Linked DNA regions of Mus musculus: region 2 is linked to region 1. A link is a contact called in public Micro-C data. All regions are on one chromosome and are shown on one strand. Each heading gives the region's core, a stretch centred on a gene start, on an enhancer-like site or on the middle of the called end of the contact. The rest is flanking DNA. Distances are from core to core; before and after follow the strand shown.

Evidence for each region. A called contact is a pair of places that touch in the nucleus more often than the background predicts.
Region 2: a Micro-C map of muscle stem cells shows a contact between it and region 1, with 4 times the contacts expected there. The contact joins two enhancer-like sites. A contact is called at or near these places in 1 of 15 datasets of contacts at CTCF or cohesin (the NIH/3T3 cell line), 1 of 484 Hi-C or Micro-C datasets (muscle stem cells) and 1 of 115 datasets of contacts at active chromatin or transcription factors (bone marrow-derived macrophages).

The regions. Positions count from the first base shown.
Region 1 is chr5:4,991,984-4,998,761 of GRCm38.p6, reverse strand. All of the region lies in intron 10 of Cdk14 (cyclin-dependent kinase 14), which reads left to right. Among named protein-coding and RNA genes, the nearest start is that of Fzd1, 240 kb to the right of the region's middle. Within about 2 kb of position 5,196, at least 40 of the 459 cell types and tissues checked have an H3K27ac peak or open chromatin away from gene starts, as enhancers often do. A contact at or near this core is called in the NIH/3T3 cell line and muscle stem cells, where this site is marked.
Region 2 is chr5:5,315,641-5,322,056 of GRCm38.p6, reverse strand. The region is part of intron 2 of Cdk14 (cyclin-dependent kinase 14); the gene reads left to right. Among named protein-coding and RNA genes, the nearest start is that of Gm30151, 52 kb to the left of the region's middle. Within about 2 kb of position 1,411, at least 123 of the 459 cell types and tissues checked have an H3K27ac peak or open chromatin away from gene starts, as enhancers often do. A contact at or near this core is called in the NIH/3T3 cell line and muscle stem cells, where this site is marked.

The sequences.
Region 1 (6,778 bases), core at 3,947-6,446:
TCCTCCCAAACAGCAGTCATCCTGTGCTTCTCCATGACACTCACTCAGTGTATGCTATTTCTGCTGCTGTCAGCCAGGCCTGGTGTACCAGGCCTTGTGCTTATAGCACTGAGATCCCATCAGACTTTAGAAGGGGCGTGGCTACATTGAGATTCATAATAGTATTAGGCATTCTTTAGGCTGTTGCTCTTGTGACTGAATTATTTATTCCTTCCACATATACTGATTGGTATTTTGGTGGTTGTTCTGAGCTTCAGAACAGCCTTCAGCAATACTTAGGACATGTTTCAAAAAGATAAAAAGATGAAAAGTTGTCTTAAGAGGTTCTTTCTCCAACTATTGCTGGAGTTTTTCTGTCAAGAGCACCACCTCTACATTCCTAACAGGCTCAACCAGGCCTTGGCAACAGGCTAATTAAGAGATGAGTAATTGTGGAAAACAGAGATTTAGAGAATGGGGAAAGAGGAACACATGTGGTGAGTCCAGCAGCCACAAGTCCTCTTCCAGGCAGTGATGTGAGCTTGGAGAGAGAGTCAGGGCAGAGCAGAGACGAATGCTTAGCTGGTCATGGTGTGGTCCAATGATCTGTCTGGCTCTACGAAGTGTTCGTAAGAAGTCAGCCCTGGCATCCTCGTTTCTTATGAGATGATTACTTATAGTCTACAGTGGAGCCTTATGGTGGTGAATAATAGCCTCCAGGCTCCTGTTGCTTGGGGACAGTTTGAGTCCCAAGTCATAAACTTGTTTATCCATCAGCCTGTTGTTTCTGAGATTGAAGATGACTCGAGGAACCACACTGTGTTACACATGGCAATCCCAGCACTCACTCTGGAGGAGAAGCAGCAGGACTTCTGTGCCTTCCAGACTAGCCTGGTCTACACAACAAGTTCCAGGCCAGCCAGAGACACTTAGTAAGACTCTGTCTTTGAAAATAAATAAATAAATAAATAAATAAATAAATAAATAATAATAATAATAATAAGTTTTTTAAATGTTGAGGCATCATGGGGCCAGAGATAGATAAAGTATGATAAGCTTGGCATGGAATCAATGCCTTCAAAACCCTGGAAATGGGTGGCATTTCCACAGAGGCCACCATGTTTAGTAACATCTTTTAAAGAGTGACTGGAAGGGACTGACTCAGAATGCTGCTATGTGCTTCAGGACGCCATCAGATCAGCATATTAGCTGAGCGATTACAAAATCGCTGAAAAATCAACCATTGAAAAATCAACGTATTTCTAAATCTCTCCAACCTAGATTCTTTTTCAGAATATGTAACTGAATCAGCAAGCAGAAATACTGCTTCAGTCAGTTGGCTGCTATAGATTTCCCTTGCAGTCTTGAGATCTAAAAACTCTTCAGATTAATATTTCCTCTTATGCTGTTCAGCAAGTTTTGGTTAAAAATGCTTCCCTTTCAGTCCCTTTTCTTTTGTTCTAGTTCATCTATTTATGACAAAATTTTATCACAGTGAAATTGGCTTTTAAATACTGTAGAGACACAGTACGACATCTAGGATGACAGATTAATTACCTCCTTTCTTCCCTACGGGAAGCCTGGTAAGAATTTGAAGGCATATCTTGGCCGATAGCTTACCCCTAAGGTCTGTGTGTTCTAACAAAAAATAAAATAAAATAAAACAAAGTAAAATAAAATAAAATAATGAAAAAAAGGAATTTTACCCTGGCTAATGATTCTCAGGTTAGCTTTGATAATACCAGCCTGTCAGTTTGGATGAAAGATAAAACATTTACTGGGTAAGTAAAAAAATAAATCAAATGATGAAATTCTCTCCATGGCATGTTGTAGCCAGACCTGCTGAATAAATGATCTAATGAAAATGGAAATAACCTTGAAGGAACCTCCAATAATGGCTCCACTTGTCAGTTTTTCTTTTCTTGGTTAAGGCAGTATTTTTCTTAGAGTTAAACATTCATGTCTTTTTATTCTCTGTCCAACTTCTATTAGTATGCAATCGTACTGAATGCGTAGGAGGAAAATTAGGATATACTCAGTAATTTGTGTGTTCTCCTGGCCATGTTCATGGAGCAAAGTTGGCTGACTTGGATATAATGCATTATCTCTATTAAAATATCGCCATAATATGCTGTCAAAAGCTTTAATCTGATAGAGATATTAGAAGGGTCTATTCTATGTGTTATGTGATGTTAAAGCCAAAGGGGAAAAACTGATACAGTTTGACCATTTATTATAAAGGTATGAAGTTCATAGTTCCAGGAGATGAAAATCTGTAAATATGGTAATAGGCATTTTAAGAGAGAAATCTTACTAAAGAACAGTAGAGCTCACTTTCTTCACCTATAGAATGAGGTTAGAGTATCCTTAGCTTTCAAGAAGGAGGAGGAATAAAAGGCGAAAGGTTTATATGATCTGAAGAGAAACCAGAGTATAAGTGGATGCTCACAGTCAGCTATTGGATGGATCACAGGGCCCCCAATGAAGGAGCTAGAGAAAGTACCCAAGGAGCTAGAGATCTGCAACCCTATAGGTGGAACAACAATATGAACTAACCAGTACCCCCCAGAGCTTGTGTCTCTAGCTGCATATGTATCAAAATATGGCCTAGTCGGCCATCAGTGGAAAGAAAGACACATTGTTCTTGCAAACTTTATATGCCTTAGTACAGGGGAACGCCAGGGCCAAGAAGTGAGAGTGGGTGGGTAGGGGAGTGGGGGTGGGGAGGGTATCGGGGACTTTTGGGATAGCATTGGAAATGTAAATGAAGAAAATACCTAATAAATAAAAAAGGAGGAGGAAGAGGAAGAAGAAGAGAAGCAGAAGCTTTCGTTCCTCTTTTAAATGAAATTTCGCTGATAATCTTGGGAGACTCCCAAAGCCCACCTTTTTGATTCCTGCCCCTACCATGCAAATGAACATTTAGGGTAAAAAAAGCTTTTCCAGAAACATCCCATGAGAACCACCAGAATTGTTCAGCTTTCTCCACCATATTTAAATTTTTGTCTTAATGTCTCCAACAGTTTGAGATTAAAGTCATAAAGTTCCCTGTATGTCTCAAAACATAGTTTCCATAAAAGTGTTTATTACCACTTTCTGAGTTCCTTTAGCTATTTGTTATGTAAATCAGTTGTGCTGCCTAGGTAGGCATTTTAACCCCATAGTGTCCTGTTCCATAGTTCACAGCTTGGCATTTCTTTTACTAATGCTAGTTGTAAATTAAATCAATAAATGTTTATGACATGACCGAGGTTGTTTATTGTAATAGGACTCAAGATGCAAAGATAAATAAGACACTGGCCTTCTCTCCTGGGGCCTCCCATTGTGGCCAGGGAGAAAGTCCAGGAAGTATGTTATGGTAGCACATGGTAGCAACACTTTGGCCTGCTTAGTAACCCACCCTCTTCATGTCTAATAAGAATCCCAGATGTAGCCATTCTTAATCACTTCTGACGTGTCACGAATGAAGTAACTCACACGTGTTCTCCACATTTCAGTAAGTGGCAGTACCTATTGAAACTAAAGCCAGCAATCTAAGAATCATTCTAAATTATCACCCTTTTTTAGCCTAACCTAGTGAACCAGGCAATTCTCCTCATTCTATTCCTAGACTGGATGCTGAGTTGGCCCACACATCACCATGCCTTTTTCTAAGAACCCATTCTGTCTCCATTGCTTTCCACCTCAGCTCCCCTGCCTTCCAGCTTGAGCACTCTCATTTTCACAGGTGCCCAGCCTCGGTGAGTTAGCCTGTAAGGTGGTAGACTTCCAGAGAGACAACAATGGTGTATCTCAGAAAACTGAGGATTTATTTCGTCTGTGTAATGCAAACTGCTAAATGTCCCGAGGCTCTGCTCCACACATTATCCAGCCTTGGCATTTCTCGTGTCCACAGCCCCTCTCACTCTTTTGGGTATTGCCATCATTCACCTGGTTGAAACTGAAAAACCAGTGCAGCACTCAGGAGCCTTTACTTAAGGATGTGGCCGAGAGGTTGCTTGGAGAGTTTTGTCCAGAGTCCTGCAAAATAATATAAGATCATGATAAGAGAAAATTATTCAAAGAAAATTGTTCAAAGAAAATTCCTCGAGATTGTCTGCCTAAAAGAGAAAATAGAAAATGGTTTTAAGTAAACTTTCACATAGGATTCAGAACGTCAAATTATGTTAACAGCCTTTAATAACTTTTACATTGCACTTTGATTAAGATATCAAACAGATTCTTCCGACTACAACCCATCAGAATGTGTGACAGTTAGCTAAAGCAGGCTTTGAAGTATTTTACAGCATTAAAAGCTTACACTGGGAAATGGAGAAGTTTGACATCAATGATTTATGTGTTTATTCTATGAAGTAGGAGAATAGAAGTGAATTAAATCAAAGGCAATGGGAAAGAAAACAATAATAAATGTCAAAGAAGAGATATGCAATTGAAAGCAAAACTAATTGAAAACATCAACAAAGTCAAGCGCGATCAACACCTAGATCCATGATGGAGACAACAGATGAGAGGTATTCACAGAGCTGGGACAGGAGAGGCAAAGGGCTGGTTGGGAGGCGGGAGCTTGACCAGAGCTGGACCACAACTGCAGGTCAGAGACTGGAGGCTAAGAGTCACAAGCCTGTGTCCTTGGCTGGCTTCTGGAAGATGGAGAAGCACGTGATGCTGGAGAGGCCTACAGTGCTGGAAATGGAACATTATTGGGTGGCCAGTGCACTGCTATGGTCTCCTGACCAAACTCCTTTCTCCTCTAGGGTACCTTACACATCTTTTACCTAGTAAAGCTGATAGCTGTCTTCTTCTGGAAAGAGGGAAGTGTAACAGGGAGATGCTTGGAGCTTAATAGTGTTGCACTGAAAGCAGAGATAGTTTGTACTATATATATATATATATATAATGTAATAATATATATATAATATATATATTAGTTTTATGAATTTTCGCTGAAAATTTCAAAAGCTTTTTCTTATTCAAACGCACAAGAATACGTATAATGTTATTATTGACTAACAGGTGACAAAACCGGGCTTACATAGCATGGTTTAATGGTGGCAATTATGTGTCTGGAATGATTACAACTCCAGTTCCATGGACTTGCAGTCAGGGAGCCATGGAATATAAAAATTCCAACTGAATTTGTTGCACTTGGATGCAGTGACACATTTTGGCAGAACTTGAAGGTTTAGGATTTCACATTCCAGGGTGTGGCTACAGTACCATTCTGACACAGAATTAGCATCTCTAATTAATGTTATATAAAACAGAGGCCAGGGAGGCAGAGCCATCAGGGATTGTTCCTTGTAAGGCAAATAGTATTTTTAGGACCAGCGTGCATTTTTCTTTTCGTCCACATGGCACTCAACAGATGGTGATGTGGGCGGCTGTGGTTTAAGATCTGAAGTAGTTCATAAAGACATCCAGTCTTATCCTTGTCTGTCCTAGAGGCAGTGATGGCTACAGACTGATCCAGACATCTCTACCCAAGATCGTGCCAGCAATCCCTGTGGGTGGACCCTGCTGGACCCTGCAGACAGGCAGTGCCCTGAACAGCAGGATGGCTGGAGACAGCTTGTTTCTGCCTGCTGGCAGTGCTCAGAATAGGCATAGCCAGGCCGATTTCATTATGAAAAAGAACTTTTTCTTCCCATGGCATTCCTTAATTCTTAAAAATAAATCCTGAGGCTGAAATCATCTTTCTCCAGAAGTTCCCTTTGGATTATTCTTAATATTTCATTCCACCTGCTGTATAAGCTGTGTCTGTCCAGAGTCTTGGACTCTAGCAGGAAGGGCAAAGGAGTAACGAGGAGCAGGCCTTAGCATGTGCTTTTGTTTATATTCCACAGAAAGCACACGAGCCCCTTGACATGAATCCCTTACTACCAACACTTGTATCACCAGTTTCACTTTCTTCATTTGGTCATATCCCATCATTGTTATTACTTTTTCTCTAAATCAATAAACGGTTCCACTTACACTCATTTGATCCTCTCTTGTCTTTTGATGCTTGCTTGTGTTTGTAGCCTTGCTATGTAGACCAGGCCAAGCTCAAACTCGTGACAGTGCTGCGTGATCCTCCAGCCTCAGCCTTCTGAGAGGTGGGATTTCAGGCACTCAACACCATGCCTGCAGATCTTCTCTTCTCTTATGACTTCCTAAATTAAAAAGCATTCCACATCCCAGTAGATTTCAGAAGTGTGTATATTGAGAAGCCAAGCTTGGTCAGCGTTTTACTGTAATTCTTAGGAGCTCCGATAGAAAGCCCATGCGTGTCCTTGCTCTCATCCCAGGCAGTCAGGCCCTGAAGAGCGTACATTTGAGGGTAGTATCTGTGCTGATTTCCAGAGGTGCAGTGAGCATTATTTCAGCTTGTTTTCTTTTTTTTTCCCCACATATTTCAGTCATGGATGGTTTTCTTACTCATTTCATATAAACCTTCAAATTTTGTTTTAGAAGCTATGTGTCAATCCAGTTTGTGTGGGTATATTAGTCAGGGCTCTCTAGAGTCACAGAACTTAATGGAAAGTCTCTGTAGATTAAATTAAATTACTGGAATGCCTTGCAGCCTATAGTCCAACTAACCCAACAATGGGCAGCTGTGAATGGGAAGTCCAAGAATTGAGTAGTTGCTCAATCCTAGGAGGCAGAGTGTTTCAACGGGTCTTCTGTATAAGCTGGAATCCTGAACAAGTAGATTCCAAAAGATGTGCTGTAAGTGCAGGCAGGCAGAAAAGAACGAGGCCTTCCTTCTTCCATAGTCCTTCTAGCGGAAGGTGTGGCTCAGATGAAAGGTGTGTGTCAC
Region 2 (6,416 bases), core at 162-2,661, 330 kb before region 1:
GTGTCGTGAGATGGTCTGATGTCTTCTCCATGCTGCTCTTAGCTCTGAATTGACCCACCCCTCAAATCTACAAATCTGCAAACAGTTGGGATGAATGAAAGGGCCAGTCCTGCTGACCCAAACCTGCAGGAGCCGCAGGAGACAGGGCAACAACAGGATAAGCAGGAGTCCTAATGAAGATCCTCTAGTAATGGTGTCAAGTCATGGAAGCAGAGATCTCGAACCAGACCGATGCCTCACTGCAATGGACATTTGCAAGTAGAGATGTGTGGACAGAGGACAGACTGTGGGACACACTGTGGATTTCACCAAGAAACACCTGTACCTAATATCCTGCAGCCGGATTTGAGCAGTGAGAAGAATTTAGGAGCTCAGAGGCAAGTGCAGGACACTGGATGTTTATTTCTTCTGCTCCTCTTTGTCAGTTCCTACCTGTTTCTCTATAGCTTTCCCTGTGTCTCTCTGCGGCCCGCCCTCCCTTCTCTCAGTACTTGCTCCTTGCCTGAACTTCAGCAATTCTCTCACTCTTTGACCCTCTCAGAACCATTTGCTAGTGATAACCTTGTCTGCCTATGTTTTCTTTCATTACTTTACTTTTTTCTTTTCTTCTTAACCGTTTTATTGATTCTTTGTGAGTTTCACAGCATGTACTTCAGTCCACTCATCTGCCTGAGGAAAGAAGAATTTTGGGGGCAAACTACTGATTTTCAGATGAGTAATACAATTTCTAATCCTGTAAATGGAATTTGTTGATCTGGTCAAAGCCATCGGCAAATGCTGACCTCTTACATTATTAATCACATATTTGTGTGTAAGCTGAGAATTAGAGGTGAGATGCTTGCTGATTATCTGATATAAATCAGTGTAAATACTTACCTACTTCATAACCTTACATGAGTGATGCATTTCAGAGTGAAAGCTCTATACACATTTCACATGCAGATCTGGAGTGTGACCACATCTTTGGGATGCTAATATGGCTCCTGCTTGCTGTGGAGTAGGCAAAAGGGCATTCATTCTTCATGGTTTCCTGTGGCCATTAGTAATTCTGCCAGGGGGTTGGACATCCTGGGACTTTGCCAGCCTTTCTTCAGAGAGATTGACTCATGTTGAAAGATCTTGGAGTTCCTGTGGTCTGTTAGTTCTTCTGGTTTGTTGCTTGTGGTGTGAGCCAGCACACATACATTCCCAGCTGAAAATCTAACTTGCAGGGGCTTAATTCTAGTGAAGTTACCTCAGCTCTTTTTTTTTGCATTTTAGAGAATAGCAAGCCCCTCATGCTGCTTGGGGGTCTTGCAAACATAGATTAGCCCATCTTTTTAGAACATTTACAGCTCTCAGGGGAAAGTGCTTTGCAACTTGGCAGGCATAATTACTAGTATACGACAGCTGGAATAAGGCAAACCAAATGTACCCTCTTGAAAACCAAACGCTAACCCCTTTCTTCTGGGGCCTCCTTTGCTTCCTTCAGAGGGCTTGACTGTGAAAGCTTTGGAGCTGCAATGGGGGAGTTTTAAAATTATTATCCAATGTTCCACCATAAGTCTGACCTTAATATTTTGGCATCTGAAGCTCAGTATGTCATACACAGTGGTCTAGGATCTTGCTGGACGAAGCCAACAAGTGCTTTCATTTTAGTTTGTGGGGGCTTGGAGCCTCTTGAGCTGGCCCCGCCCTGTTCCCAGGAACACTCGGTGAGCACTGCTGTCTGTGTGACTGAGAGAAAGTGAGAGCGAGGAACAACTTTCTACTTCCTTGTTCTTACTCCAAGTCACAAACAGGAAGTGTTTTTTATACTTATAACAAAACTAGCAATAATGAGGAAAATATTTTGTAGACAATTACTGGCAAAAATTGATAATTTTTTGTTGCTCTTGGATATTTAAGCCCCCTGTTGACATCAACCAGGTCACGCCACACAGAAAGTGGTATTTCAAAATGTTTTCTAAGAGATTTATTGATAAAGATTAGTGCCATAAACATTCGGTTGTTAGCGATGACTGCTCCTATGACAGTATCTCACTTCCTTAATGACTTCGTTTTGTGGAATGAAGAGACTATCATAGTTTTACATGCTGAGAGAGCTTACTCAGCACTCTGGATCATTAACTATGATCAGGACTTTGGTTGCAAGTTTATTTTTGTTTCTTGCTCAAAGAGGTGTGTGTGTGTGTGTGTGTGTGTTTGTTTTCAATGCAATTTGTTAATCCAATCTTTTCTTCATGTTTTTATTTTCTTATGCAACCCTGGGTAGAGAATGTTAGAAACTGAAGCTAGAATAAAGGCCTAAGGGCTGGTATGAACCCTGATAGTTAATCTGAATATCTTTACTTCTCTAGAGCCGTGGTGGCAGAGATGTCCTGGATCCCTGTCAATGACCATTTTATATTTTCTAGACCCGTGCTGTGTAATAGTGCCCCTTTTGTATAATTCTTACTGTCCACTCTGTAAAAGGTGGCTTTTGGGACTGAAGAACTGAACTGTTAACGTTAGTTCACTTAGGTAACCGCATGCTGCCAGTGGCTGCTTTAGGGAAGAGCACAGCTCTAGGGAGTCATTTGTTTTCCCAAGGCTTGCCTTAAGCTTTAACTAATGGCCTGCTGGACTTAGCGACTAAAGTACAAACGTTTAATTTCTGGCTGTTTTTAGTCAGGGTCTTCTGTATCTCCGACTGCCTTTGACTTCACTGTGTAGCTGAGGATGTCCTTGAATGTCTCCATCCTCCTGCCTTACCTCTCGGGTACTGGGATTACAGGTGTGAGCCATTGCATGGGGCTTAGCGTGAGAAGTTATTGTCTGGCCTTGTTACTCCATGCTAAGAATGTCGCTGAATATTTAAGTTTTACCACAAATGTGAACACTATGAGCTCTCTTTACACTGTAAGGGAGCCAGGGACCACAGAGCAAGAGTAGCTCCGCTAGGGCCATAGATCCAGCGGACGTCCGCTAGGGCTATAGATCCAGCGGATGGCTTTGGTCTTGTTTTGCTACAAAGTCTAGTTTTATTTTTCTCCAGGAACAGGATCCCTTGTGAGCCACTGTTTTTTTCTGCTTTTCTAATACTGTCTTAGGACAATATTGCAGCTTTTCAACATTTTCATCACCCTAAAATCAAACGCCGATCTGATTGCATTTCCCCTCTCTCCACTGACAACTACGTCCTTAATTTTTGTTTCTAAAGATTTCCTGGAATGACATCACAGTACTACCCTGGCTTCTCCAGGCTGGTGTAGCAAAATAACTGTATCCTGGTGTCTTACAGCAGCATTTACTAGTGAGGTTCTTTGTCTTTACAGTAACAGTTCTGAAGGCTGCAGGTCTGACATGGGGAACATCAGCCTAGTAAAGGTTCGGTGAGGGTGCTATTCTAGGTTGTAGAATGCTGGAATTTGTAGGGTGACCAGATGGAGTGAAGCTTTGCTCTTCTGTCCTCCTAGTAAAGGTGCTAACACCACCCTTATGATTAATTAATTTCTACCTTCATGATTTAATTACTACCACCATCCCACCAGAGATGAGACTGACATGTAATGTATTTTCAGATCTTTGCCACGAACCTTCTTCGACCATAGTATTTATTCACTAAATAGGTTTTGCATGGGAGGAATTTCTTGTGAATCATAATTTCTATGATATATTGCTATTGTATGTAACAGTCTTTCATTCTTTTGGGTAGTTTAATAATGCTCCTTTATGCATATTCTATGTTTTGTTTGTTTATTACTTGATGGATACATGTTATCCTTTTCTTGATCGTAAGAATTGCTGTAACAGGGAAGCTTTCCCCTGCAGACAATGGGAATGAATACAGAGACCCACAGCAGACATGATGCAAAGAGTGAGAGAACTTGGACCACTCAGCCCTAAGTGGGGGGTCTCCACCAAATCCTTCCTCCCAGAGCTCAGGGAACTGTGCCGAAGGGGAAGCAGAAAGAGTATAAGATCGAGTGTGGAGGATGCCAGGAAAACAAGGGTCTCTGAATCAAAATGAGCAAGGCTCATATGCACAGAGCCCGAGGCAGCACGCACAGGGCCTGCACGGTCTGCACCAGGCCCTCTGCGTCTATATTATGGTTTTTAGCATAGTGTCTTTTAAAAAGAGATACCTGAGTGTGTGAACAGGTGTGGCTCTGTTTCTTGTGCCTTTCCTTGGGCTCTTTTTCTTCTCTTTGTCTTGTCTGATTCTTATGTGATAGTTTTTCTTTTATTGTATTTTTTTAAATATTTTATTAATTATCCCTTAGAAGCCTGTTCTTTTAAAATGAGAGGAAGAAAGGGAATGGACCGGGATGAGAGGGGAGGTGGGGGAGGACCTGAGAGGGGCAGAGGGAGGAGAAACTGTAATCTCAGAATACTAGGTGAGAAAAGAATCTCTTTCAATAAAAGAAACAGGATTGCTGTTATAAACATACACACGTAAGTGATCTTGGGAGATTACAGTCTTATTTTGCTTGTGTGTAATTGTGAGACGAGGTTGTATGTGGCTCCCTGAGACAGTCCCGTGTTCTCTCTCATGCTTGCTTCCTTCTCCCTGTAACAGTCATGTTTCCTTGCCTATCCTGAAACTTTCAAAGTTAGCCATGCTGGCCTTGAACTTTTGATGATCCTCCTGCCTCTGTCTAAGGAGTACAGGGACTACAGATGTGTGCCTCCTTGCCCCTTTCCTAACCAGAGCAACTTTCACTGTGGTAAGTGGGATTGTGCCTTCTTTCCTTGTGGTGACTCCTATTCAGATCAGGGTAAATCAAACTGTAGATTCAAGAGAAGACTTGTGAAAGGCTAATGTAGTGTACCAGCATGTCTATGTTAGTTAATTAGTTAGTTAGTTAACTGTAGTGTACCAGCATGTCTATGTTAGTTAATTAGTTAGTTAGTTAATTGTAGTGTATCAGCATGTCTATGTTAGTTAATTAGTTAGTTAGTTAACTGTAGTGTACCAGCATGTCTATGTTAGTTAATTAGTTAGTTAGTTAACTGTAGTATACCAGCATGTCTATGTTAGTTAAATTAGTTAGTTAATTGTAGTGTATCAGCATGTCTATGTTAGTTAATTAGTTAATTAGTTAGTTAGTTAATTGTAGTGTACCAGCATGTCTATGTTAGTTCTGGCTAAATTTTGTGTCTTAAATAATCAACAATTTTGGACTTTGGCAGCCATTGTTTATCAATGGTATTTTCAGAAAGTTTGTAACATCTTTCTGTATGCGTTTCAGGGGTATGGGCTGGTTCCGTAAGTGACATCCTCTGCATTACACAGACAGCAAAATTCCATGGGCTGATGGTCAGAAATCAGTTGAAATAACAAACGGCACTTCTGCATAAATACTCAAGAAATCTGGGGTGAAATTTATGAGCTCAAAGCAGGACAAAAGTCTCTGATAGTTTATAGACTTTTCCTGTTCCTTGGATTAGACTGGGAGCCTGCTGATCTGTCTATAATTTTAAGGCAGAATAGCTTCTTTCTGTTTTAAAAACATGGACATTTGTTGTAGAAATGACTGAAATGTGAGGCAGCTTTAAAAAATATTCCTAGTGTATTTCCAGAAATAATTTTATTAAAATACAGATATGATAAACTTAGCTCTGCAAGAATATTGCCTCCAATTATAGTACAATTGGCTAAGAAGGGAAGGAAATCTCCACATTGGATATTTTGATTTACCCTGTGTTATCAGAGTCTTTAGTTATACACACAATGACATGAAGCTGGAATGAAGAAAATTGCCTTGTAATAGAGCAGAGGACTATGGGAAAGTTCCAGTAGTTCAGAAGGAGCCCAGCCATCTGAGTCCCTAAGAGGGATACAGTCTGGAGATGGTGATGATGGTGGTGGTGGTGATGATGATGTGTGCATGTATATTTGTACAAGCTTATGTGTGTATATAAATCTTTTGAACTTATTTTTAATGATTAAAAATAAGGAATTTATTAATTTGAAGCCAAAAAAGGAAATTCTTATGAAGTGGATAAGCACTGAGCTTAGAATTTCATACTAAGAAATCTTTTTGAGTCATGACTAGAGCCAAGATGCCCATAGAATTTCAGGAAGGCTGTTCCCAGACTGGCAAACACGATCAGACACTGCATATCCCACAGTGGGACATTTGCAGACCGCAGAGATGAGGAAATCAGTGGCTGCTCACTTGGAACATCTGGAAGCTTTGCCCAGGGAAATGGAGAGCGTGTAGGCCCTGCCAGAGGCTGGAGGGTCTTAAAGGGATGCTGGCATTGATAGATCCTCACAGGAAGACAGGAGAATCTGGCTTGTCGTGTCTGTGAGCGAGGGCAGCAACAGGAAGGCACCTGCTTGTGCAGCATGAGTCTTGTGTGCTACCAGCCACCCTGAATCTTCACTTTCCATTCTGTCCAGACTCCAGCTGGTGGGCTGGTGCCACACATGTTCTAGGTGGGTATTT